Regions from separate parts of the Sus scrofa genome. Here region 1 is linked to region 2. A link is a contact called in public Hi-C data. All regions are on one chromosome and are shown on one strand. Each heading gives the region's core, a stretch centred on a gene start, on an enhancer-like site or on the middle of the called end of the contact. The rest is flanking DNA. Distances are from core to core; before and after follow the strand shown.

The links. A called contact is a pair of places that touch in the nucleus more often than the background predicts.
Region 1: a contact with region 2 is called in a Hi-C map of liver, with 4 times the contacts expected there. The contact joins the promoter of TCHP here to the promoter of GIT2 in region 2. A contact is called at or near these places in 8 of 47 Hi-C or Micro-C datasets (heart right ventricle, liver, skeletal muscle and 1 more) and 2 of 2 datasets of contacts at active chromatin or transcription factors (alveolar macrophages and skeletal muscle).

The regions. Positions count from the first base shown.
Region 1 is chr14:41,076,241-41,080,347 of Sscrofa11.1, forward strand. TCHP (trichoplein keratin filament-binding protein) reads right to left here and starts at 1,404. Exons shown (of 13, transcript XM_003483443.4): 1 at 1,251-1,404.
Region 2 is chr14:40,993,146-40,997,531 of Sscrofa11.1, forward strand. It overlaps GIT2 (ARF GTPase-activating protein GIT2), which reads left to right and starts at 2,841. Exons shown (of 18, transcript XM_003483442.4): 1 at 2,841-3,049. The coding sequence starts at 2,998. It overlaps ANKRD13A (ankyrin repeat domain-containing protein 13A), which reads right to left and starts at 2,737. Exons shown (of 15, transcript XM_021074290.1): 1 at 2,627-2,737.

The DNA.
Region 1 (4,107 bases), core at 154-2,653, 82 kb after region 2:
GACCTATAACAGAAAAGAATCTGAAAAAGAATATATAACTGAATCATTGTGCGGTATACCTAAAACTAATACAATATTGTAAATCAACTATATATCAATTTAAAAAAAATAAAGACTTGCCACTGGGGCTGCAAATCATCTATTTAAATAAGCCTGGACTGCACCCAGCTGTGAGCTAGATGTCATCAAGGGAACCACAGACATAGAGGACCAGTCCTGGCAATGCTAGACAAGCACACTGGTGACTTCTATGCACTGCCTAAAGTAACAGAGACGATAACTTAAGAGATGTGTTTGTGTGCCAAGCTCATGACATGTATGGCCTTTTTTGATGTTACTCTCACCCCATTATTTGGATAGGTGAGAAAACTTAAGTTCAAAAAGGTAAAACAACTTGCTCAAGATCACAAGGCCAGGAAGTAGAGAAACTTTATAAAAGCTAGGGGATCCCATTTCCTGTCAGTCTGAGAGGAGGGCCCTGGCTTTGCAGACAGCGAGAGGCTGCCTGTTGGGATCCCTTTGGCAACTCCCAAAGAGGAGCCCAATCCAGGTGTCACACCTGGAAGTGCTCTGGATTAGCAAGAAGGGAGACCCCTCATTTTACAGATGGAGAAACTACAACTCAGAGAGGAATCGACTTGCAGATCAAGGAGCACTCTGGAGACCCGACAGCAGAACCAGTCTGACTCCGGACACCTCTTCCTCTGGTCCAAAAGCTGCCCCATGTCCAGGGTCTACACAGTGTCTGGCTATGCTCGTGCTTAAGGAGCGTCTATTGAATAAGCAAACTCAGAGCCCTCCAAACCTGGAGGGAAATAATCTGCTTCTATGAGCCAAGTTTAGCCTGAGGCTGCCAGTTTATGATCTGTCTTAAGACTGTGCCAGGCTTGACAAACTTTCTTCCTAGTCCTGTGATCCGCCTGCAGATAAACTTTGCACCAGGAATCAAGAAATGTAGGATTCCAGTCCTGGATCGGCCACCAACAAAATGGGCTGCTCCCTGAACTAGTCGAATCCCTCTCTCAGCCTCAACGGCCACGAATGACAAAAGCGGTTACACAGGCAAGTGTAGGACCCAGATCGCGCGCAGGGAGCAAAGTGAGGACCGGAAGTCGAACCCCCGCAAGCCCAGCGATCGCCGTCTCGGGTAGGCGGGCGAGCTTCCCGCCAGCGCGGGCCTGACTGTAGCGGAGCTCTGCGGGTCCCGTCCCCAACGCCGGACCCCGGCCAAGCCCAAACCCCAGACTCACGTTTCTCTGCACCCCGGAGATTCGGAAGAGTGCCCCAGCCCGAGCTCCCGTACGCCCCAACTAAGCCGAGCCCAGCCGGCAAGACGCTCCGGGGAAGCGATGCACCCACCAGCCTTTTCCCCCTATCGTTGTCGGGGCAACGGGCCAGTGACGGGGCGCGGCGAGGGCCAAACTTCCTCCCGCGCGATTGCTGGCCGCTCTGAAGGAAAGAAAAAGAGGTTGTGTTTCTCTCTGGCGCCCCCGCGTGGTGGGCGGGAGCTCAATCGCAAACATCACTGGTCCTGTAAACTGGGAAGGAAAGAAGAAAAGAATCCGTTCACTACACCAAATTCAGAATGGTGGCTACATAGGGGAGACAAGGATGAGGGTTGGGGGAAATCAGAAGAATATAGAAGGGGATATATAAGCCACATGAGAATCATCTGGGAGCTCTTAACAATCCAGATGTCCAAGCCAAACTCCAGAGAAATCCCATCAAGCTCCCTGAGGGTATCAGTGGTTGTGTAAGCTCCCCAGGTGCATCCAACGTGCAGCCAGCTCAAAGAACTGCCGATGTAAATAGGTATGAGTTATTAGTAACTTTCTATTGTCTTAGGATGGTGGTGGGTTCAAGGGTGTTCATTCTCTTAGTGTGTTTTATAGCTCGCATGTGTTACATGTATTAAGTATCAATCATTCCATTAAAATAAATAATAAAATATTCACTCTTTCATTCATGTTCTTTTCATTTTCTCATTCTTGCCTTAATTTCTTTTTCCCTTCATTCCTTCATCCCTTGTCCGCTTCTCTCTTTTTCCTGGATGCAGAGTAATGTCCTTTGAATGTAGTGGCCTCTGTTGCAGCCTTGACCATGCTAGATGTGTGGTCTTGGACAGGTCACTTCATCACTCCATGCCTCAGCATCCTCATCTGTAAAATGAGAATGTTAAAGTAATTGAGAAAGGCGGCCATTTGACTGGGGAGGCTCTGACCCTTTGGTAGCCTATGCAAGCAAACCTAAACCTAGGTCAGATTCATCTGAGCTAGTGAAATTTACCAATCCCAAAGAGCCAATGAGGGAGTTCCCCGTCATGGTGCAGTGGAACAAATCTGACTAGGAACCAGAGGACGCAGGTTTGATCCCTGGCCTCGCTTGGCGGGTCAAGGATCCGGCATTGCAGTGAGCTGTGGTGTAGGTCGCAGACTTGGCTCGGATCCTGCGTTGTTGTGGCTGTGGCATAGTCTGGCTGGCAGCAGTAGCTCAGATTTGACCCCTAGCCTGAGAACTTCCATATGCCGCAAGTGCAGCCCTAAAAAGCAAAAAAAAAAAAAGAAAAGAAAAGTAAAAAACCAAATAGCCAATGAGACTTTCCCAAACAAGGCAGTTACTTAAGCGGCAGGCAATCAAATGATTTCCTCGTTTCCACATCTTCTCTGCAAAAACCTCTCTCCTAGGTTCTGCCCGTACACATTCGGTTCAGTGCTACCTGATTCAAATCAATAAGTCTTGACATTTTTACTGTGCCTCAGTTTATCTTTTAACAAGAATACCAACAGGGCTGCCTTCTAGGGTTACCCTTGTGAGATGCAATGAAGGTTTAAATGGAGCACACCTAGGTGCAGAGCACCTGCTGTCCCACAGGGGCCCACACTCTCTCACATCTCACTTTACTTGACATGTGTTTGTTCAACATCTGCCCTGCCCCAGGGTTAGCCTCTGATTGGTTTCGCCCTCTTTGACCAAGCTTTTGGCCAATCTTCCATGTGTCCCCAATGAAGAGGGGAAGTAGGTACCCACCCTGATCAGCCCAGCCAGAGCAGCCCTGACAACAAAAGAGTACATATAAAAAATACTTGTTACTGGGCCTCCTTGAGTGTGGGAGGAACTTCAGAAATGTGTGGATTTTATTGTGAGAGACTTGCCTTCAGTTCCTGGATTTTGTCCCTCTTGGACAAGGGCCTTCCGCTCTCTGGACCTCAGTTGCCTCATCTGTATAATGACCTTAAGGGAACAAACAAGCTCCACCAGTGGGTTCAAGGGCCTAAGGCTTGACTGGCCTGGTCCTGGAAGCCTGAGACCCTGGGCCATAACCTCTGGGCTTCTTTTTTCGGGACAGCGCTTGCCCAAGGAACAATAGCTTGTAAGTGGTAGATCCAGGGAACTGAACCCAGCTCTATTAATTCCCTCTCTGCAGTACCATGAGGGTAGTGCTCATTACCCTCCATGCTGTGGTTCCAGTGTCTGGCATAGAGCAGGCACAATAAATATTCATTGACAATGAGTGAGCAGATTCCCTCTAACTTTGAGTCCTGCAAAAGAAAAAGGGGAAGATGGTGTTTAAAGAAAGCAAAAACACCAAAAAACAACAAAAACAACAAAAAAAACCAAGAAGGAACTAACATTGTTTGAATACTCAACACGTGCCAGATGCTTTTCCTTGTTTTTTCTTGTTTAAGCTTCCCTCTAACATGGGAGATTCCTGCCCCCATTTTGCGGATGAGGAAACTGAGACCCTGAAAGGCCAAGTAATTTCTTGAAGTCACAAAGCAAGGACAATGAGAGCCAGGATTTACACCCAACTTCCAGAGCTCATGAACCTCTTTTCAGTCTGCTTTTCCAGCAGCTTGTGGTTAGCTGGTGTAAAAGAGGCCAGCAGATGTGGATCAGCTGGGCCATATAAAGAGTTCAGCAATATTAAATATTTAGTGACAAGTTGATGACTATGGCCCACAGGAGGCCAGGAGGGGAAGTCCTGGCAGGCAACCGTCGATGTGGACACTGCACGCTCCAGGCCCTGTGCCAGCACACTCCTCCTTGGGGCTGTTCTTGGACTTGTCTTGGGGTGTCCTGGCACAGGAGGAGAAAACAGAAATGGAG
Region 2 (4,386 bases), core at 1,591-4,090:
TCTTGCCTCTCTTTTTTTTTTAGGGCCGTACCCATGGCAAATGTAAGTTCCCAGGCCAGGGGTCAAATCAGAGCTACAGCTGCAGGCCTACACCACAGCCACAGCAATACAGGATCTAAGCCGCATCTTCGACTTACACCACAGCTCACGGCAATGCCAGATCCTTAACCCACTGGGCGAGGCCAGGGATCAAACCCACAACCTCATGGTTCCTGATCAGATTCATTTCCACTGTGCCATGATGGGAACTTCCGTAGCTCCTTGATTCAATGAAGAACCAAGTAAACTTACATCTGCTCACCAGCCTGAACTTTCTGCACAGCTGTCTACTAGATCATATAGCTAGGCAAAGTTATTTAATGCATTCTGAAAGCATCCTCTGCCTTCCCTGCTTGTGAATAGCCAGCTTTTCAGATGCCTACAACAACAGCTGTTCAAGAATTCAGGCTTAATCCATTCTCCACAGGTGTTGAGTCCAGAAGATTTGAGAATACATGAAGCAAAACAGGATGTAGAAGCATCAGGATGGCATCCAGAGGCTTTAGCTATGGAATGTGTGGGAAATATATGTTAATGCACACACCACTCATTTATAAAAATGGAGAAATGAAACAAAGACCCATGCTTTTGACATCTCCTTCAGGACTTCCTAACCTTTAAGAAGATTTATGCAATTTAATCTTTCTCTTCATTGTCTCATGCTTATCTAATCTCTCTTAATTCATTAGTTGGAGAACTTCACAATGGCTGTTCACCAGAGTACCTAAAGTCAAAATAATACCTGGCCCGGGAGTTCCCCATGTGGCTCAGTGGTTAACGAATCCGACTAGGAACCATGAGGTTGTGGGTTTGATCCCTGGCCTTGCTCAGTGGGTTAAGGATCCAGCGTTGCTGTGAGCTGTGGTGTAGGTCGCAGACCCAGCTTGGATCCCGTGTTGCTATAGCTCTGGTATAGGCTGGCGGCTACGTCTCCGATTAGACTCCTAGCCTGGGAAGCTCCAAATGCCACAGGAGCGGCCCTAGAAAACACAAAAAGACAAAAAAAAAAAAAAAAAAAAAAAAAAAAGACCTGGCATTGCCTTGAGCTGCGGTGTAGGTCACAGACTCGGCTCAGATCCCGAGGTGCTGTGTAGGCTGGCAGCTACAGCTCTGATTAGACCCCTAGCTTGGGAACCTCCATATGCTGTGGGTGGGGCCCTAGAAAAAGGCAAAAAGGCAAAAATAAATAAATAAAAATAAATTAAAAAAAACAAAGCAAAACAAATACCTGGCCCATGATAGGCATCGAACATTTGCTGAATGGAGATCATAGTTGGGTTTACATATAATACACAAAATATTCATTAGCATTAGGGTCACACCTCTGCTCTCTATCACACTGATTAAACTCACTTCATTGCGTTTATCTCATACCATCCTGTATATTAGGTTATCTATCGTTATCCTCAAAATTGTGATTAAGAAATAATAGTAATATCAAATTCCAATAATAACAGAGGCTACTTTTTTTTTGCTTTTTGCTATTTCTTGGGCCGCTCCCGCAGCATATGGAGGTTCCCACGCTAGGGGTCTAGTTGGAGCTGCGCCACCGGCCTACGCCAGAGCCACAGCAACGTGGGATCCGAGCCGAGTCTGCAACCTACACCACAGCTCACAGCAACGCCGGATCGTGAACCCACTGAGCAAGGGCAGGGACTGAACCTGCAACCTCATGGTTCCTAGTCGGATTCGTTAACCATTGCGCCACGACGGGAACTTCAAGAGGCTACTATTAATGAGGGTTCACTCTGAGGCAAGCATACCACACTCTTCTGTGAATTATTCCATTTGTTCTTAGCCAGACAGTAAATATTTAGCTATACGTTTCATATATGAGTTTTGTTAAATATTCATCCTTTCCCTCTTCTCCTTCCTCTTTACAATCCTTCAAAAATGTAAAAATTAGGAGTTCCCTGTGTCGTGCAGTGGAAAGGAATCCAACCAGTAAACCTGAGGATGCAGGTCTGATCTCTGGCCTCGCTTAGTGGGTCCGGGATCTGGTGTTGCTGTGGGCTAGTGGGTAGGTCACAGGTGCAGCTGGGATCCCGCATTGCTATGGCTGTGGTGTAGGCTGACAGCTGTAGCTCCAATTTACCCCTAACCTGGGAACCTCCATATGGCCTAAAAAACAACAAAACAAGTAAAAATTAAGAGTTGATGGCCGAGCAATTAAGGACTCAGTTGTCACTGCTGTGGCTCGATTATTGCTATGGCTCCAGTTCCATCCCGGCCCTGAAACTTCCACATGCCAAAACACAACAAAAACAAAAAAATAAAACTATGAAAATCATTTTTAGGTGCAAGCCATACAAAAGAAAATTGTAGGCTAGCGGTAGATACACATTATCTTCCTCTAGCAGATTATATTAAAACTGCAGCATAAGGAAACACATAATATACCCTTATTTTACTTATTGTAGATCTAGCACAATTGAATGTTAGCTCCATAAAGACAGGAAATTTTGTCCTCTTGGCTCACTACTCTTTCTTCACTGCTTGGAACACTGTGTGTAATTTGCTGAATAAAGGAAAGAATATATAAATGAACTTGGCCAAAGTTATGCGAAATGACTTGACTACTGATTACCTCAGGCAGGTTGCAGCTGCAGACTTCTGGTTACTAGATTTGGTATTAATCAGTGCTGGGAAGAAGCGAATTTCTTCTGGAGAGGGAGACAAATTACAGAAAATTTGGAAGCAGGACGGAAGATCCTTGCCCTCACTCAATATGGCGACAGGGCAGCGTGCCCTTTCCGGTCACATGATCTGCCTATTGCCAAAGGGTGCCTCCCCGCGCGTGCGTGCTGGGCCGCGGCTGCGAGGCGCTCAGGGAGAGGCGCTGCCGCCAGCGCCGCCGCTGGGACCCGTTAGAGCGGAAGCGCCTCCGCCGCCGCCGCCGCCGCCGCCGCCTTCGCTGTCTCGGGGCCCCAGGTTCCCGGCAGGTGGGAGGCGGGAGCCATGTCGAAGCGGCTCCGGAGCAGCGAAGTGTGCGCTGACTGCAGCGGGCCAGGTGAGTCTCATCAGCCGGGCCCGCTCCCCTCAGCTCTCCTGGCCAGGACCCCTGCCCCGGGGCCGCCCCTCGAGCCGGGCGGGTCCCGGCAGTCGACCTCTGCATCCCATGCCTGGGGTCACGACGAGGAGGAAGGGGGGCGGTCTTGGGGCAGAACCTGCCCCTGGCCTGTCAGAGCCGGGCGGGCAGGGGGCCGCCGCCCTCCCGCCCCTCCTTTCCCTTTCGTTCACTCTGTCCCAGGCCGTCCGGGGAGGCGGTGGGGTCGGAGCCGCTTTCCTAACAGGAAGGGGCTTGGGCAATCCACAGGAAGGCCAATTACAGAAGTAAAATGCGAGCGTCTTCCCGGCTGCGGCCCCCAGAGACTGCAGGTGTCACCACCCCCTTCCCACAGTCACCCAAGACCCCCGTCCCCGGAGGCGCCCTGCTGGTAGTGGGCGACGCTCACCCCTTCCCTCCACTGAGACTCGCCAGAGGACCCCCATGGACGATTTCGCCATTTCTGGCATCCCGACTCCCGCTCCACGGCAGAGAGTCTCCAGGATGTCGGGGTCTTGCAAACGCCACCTGCACTTGGGAGGCAATGCTTGGCTCAGGTTCTGAGATCTGAACCGTCTGAGTTCAAACTAGATGTTCCCTCTGGGTGACCTTGGGCTGGTGACTTCATTTGGCCGAGTCTTCATTTCCTCATTTTTCCGATGGGGATAATGGGGAGTATGGTGCTTAGCGGTAGGGAAGATTCAGTGAATATTCTTAGCATCATCTCATTTAAATTTTTTTCCCCTATTGTGTACAGAACCTTTACAGTCCCTTAAAACTATAGTTGAATTTCTAAATCATGCATTAATTACAGCTTACAAAACCAACACACACCACATCACTGACAAGTAGACCCATTTGGGCATTTAGGCAATATAGGCATATGGCAGCACTGAAAGGCCAAAACTAAACCTCCCATGTGTAGTTTTCGTCTTAGCAGTTGGAACTGAGTTGACAGGTCTCTGTACTGTTCTCAGTGCTTGTATTTTTCTGCTTTGAATTTGAAGTAATTCAAAAGGTAAAATGGCACCACAGCATCCAGTAAACAATCTTAATGAAACCATTGCGCACCAGTGTTTTTGCGACTGTTCCAAACTTTGTCTTGTCAGATGGAAGTGGAGACTGATTTTTAAATAGTACTATGATAATTCAAACCTTATGTGGTTATTTCATGGCCTCTATAATGTAAGTGGGGTTACCGGTTTCCTTTGAAGATAGGGAGACGGGTGGAGGAGTTTAAAAAGAGGTGTTTTAGAAACCAAGTTAATGTGTTATACAAACTCCATCGTATTCTCTAAAAA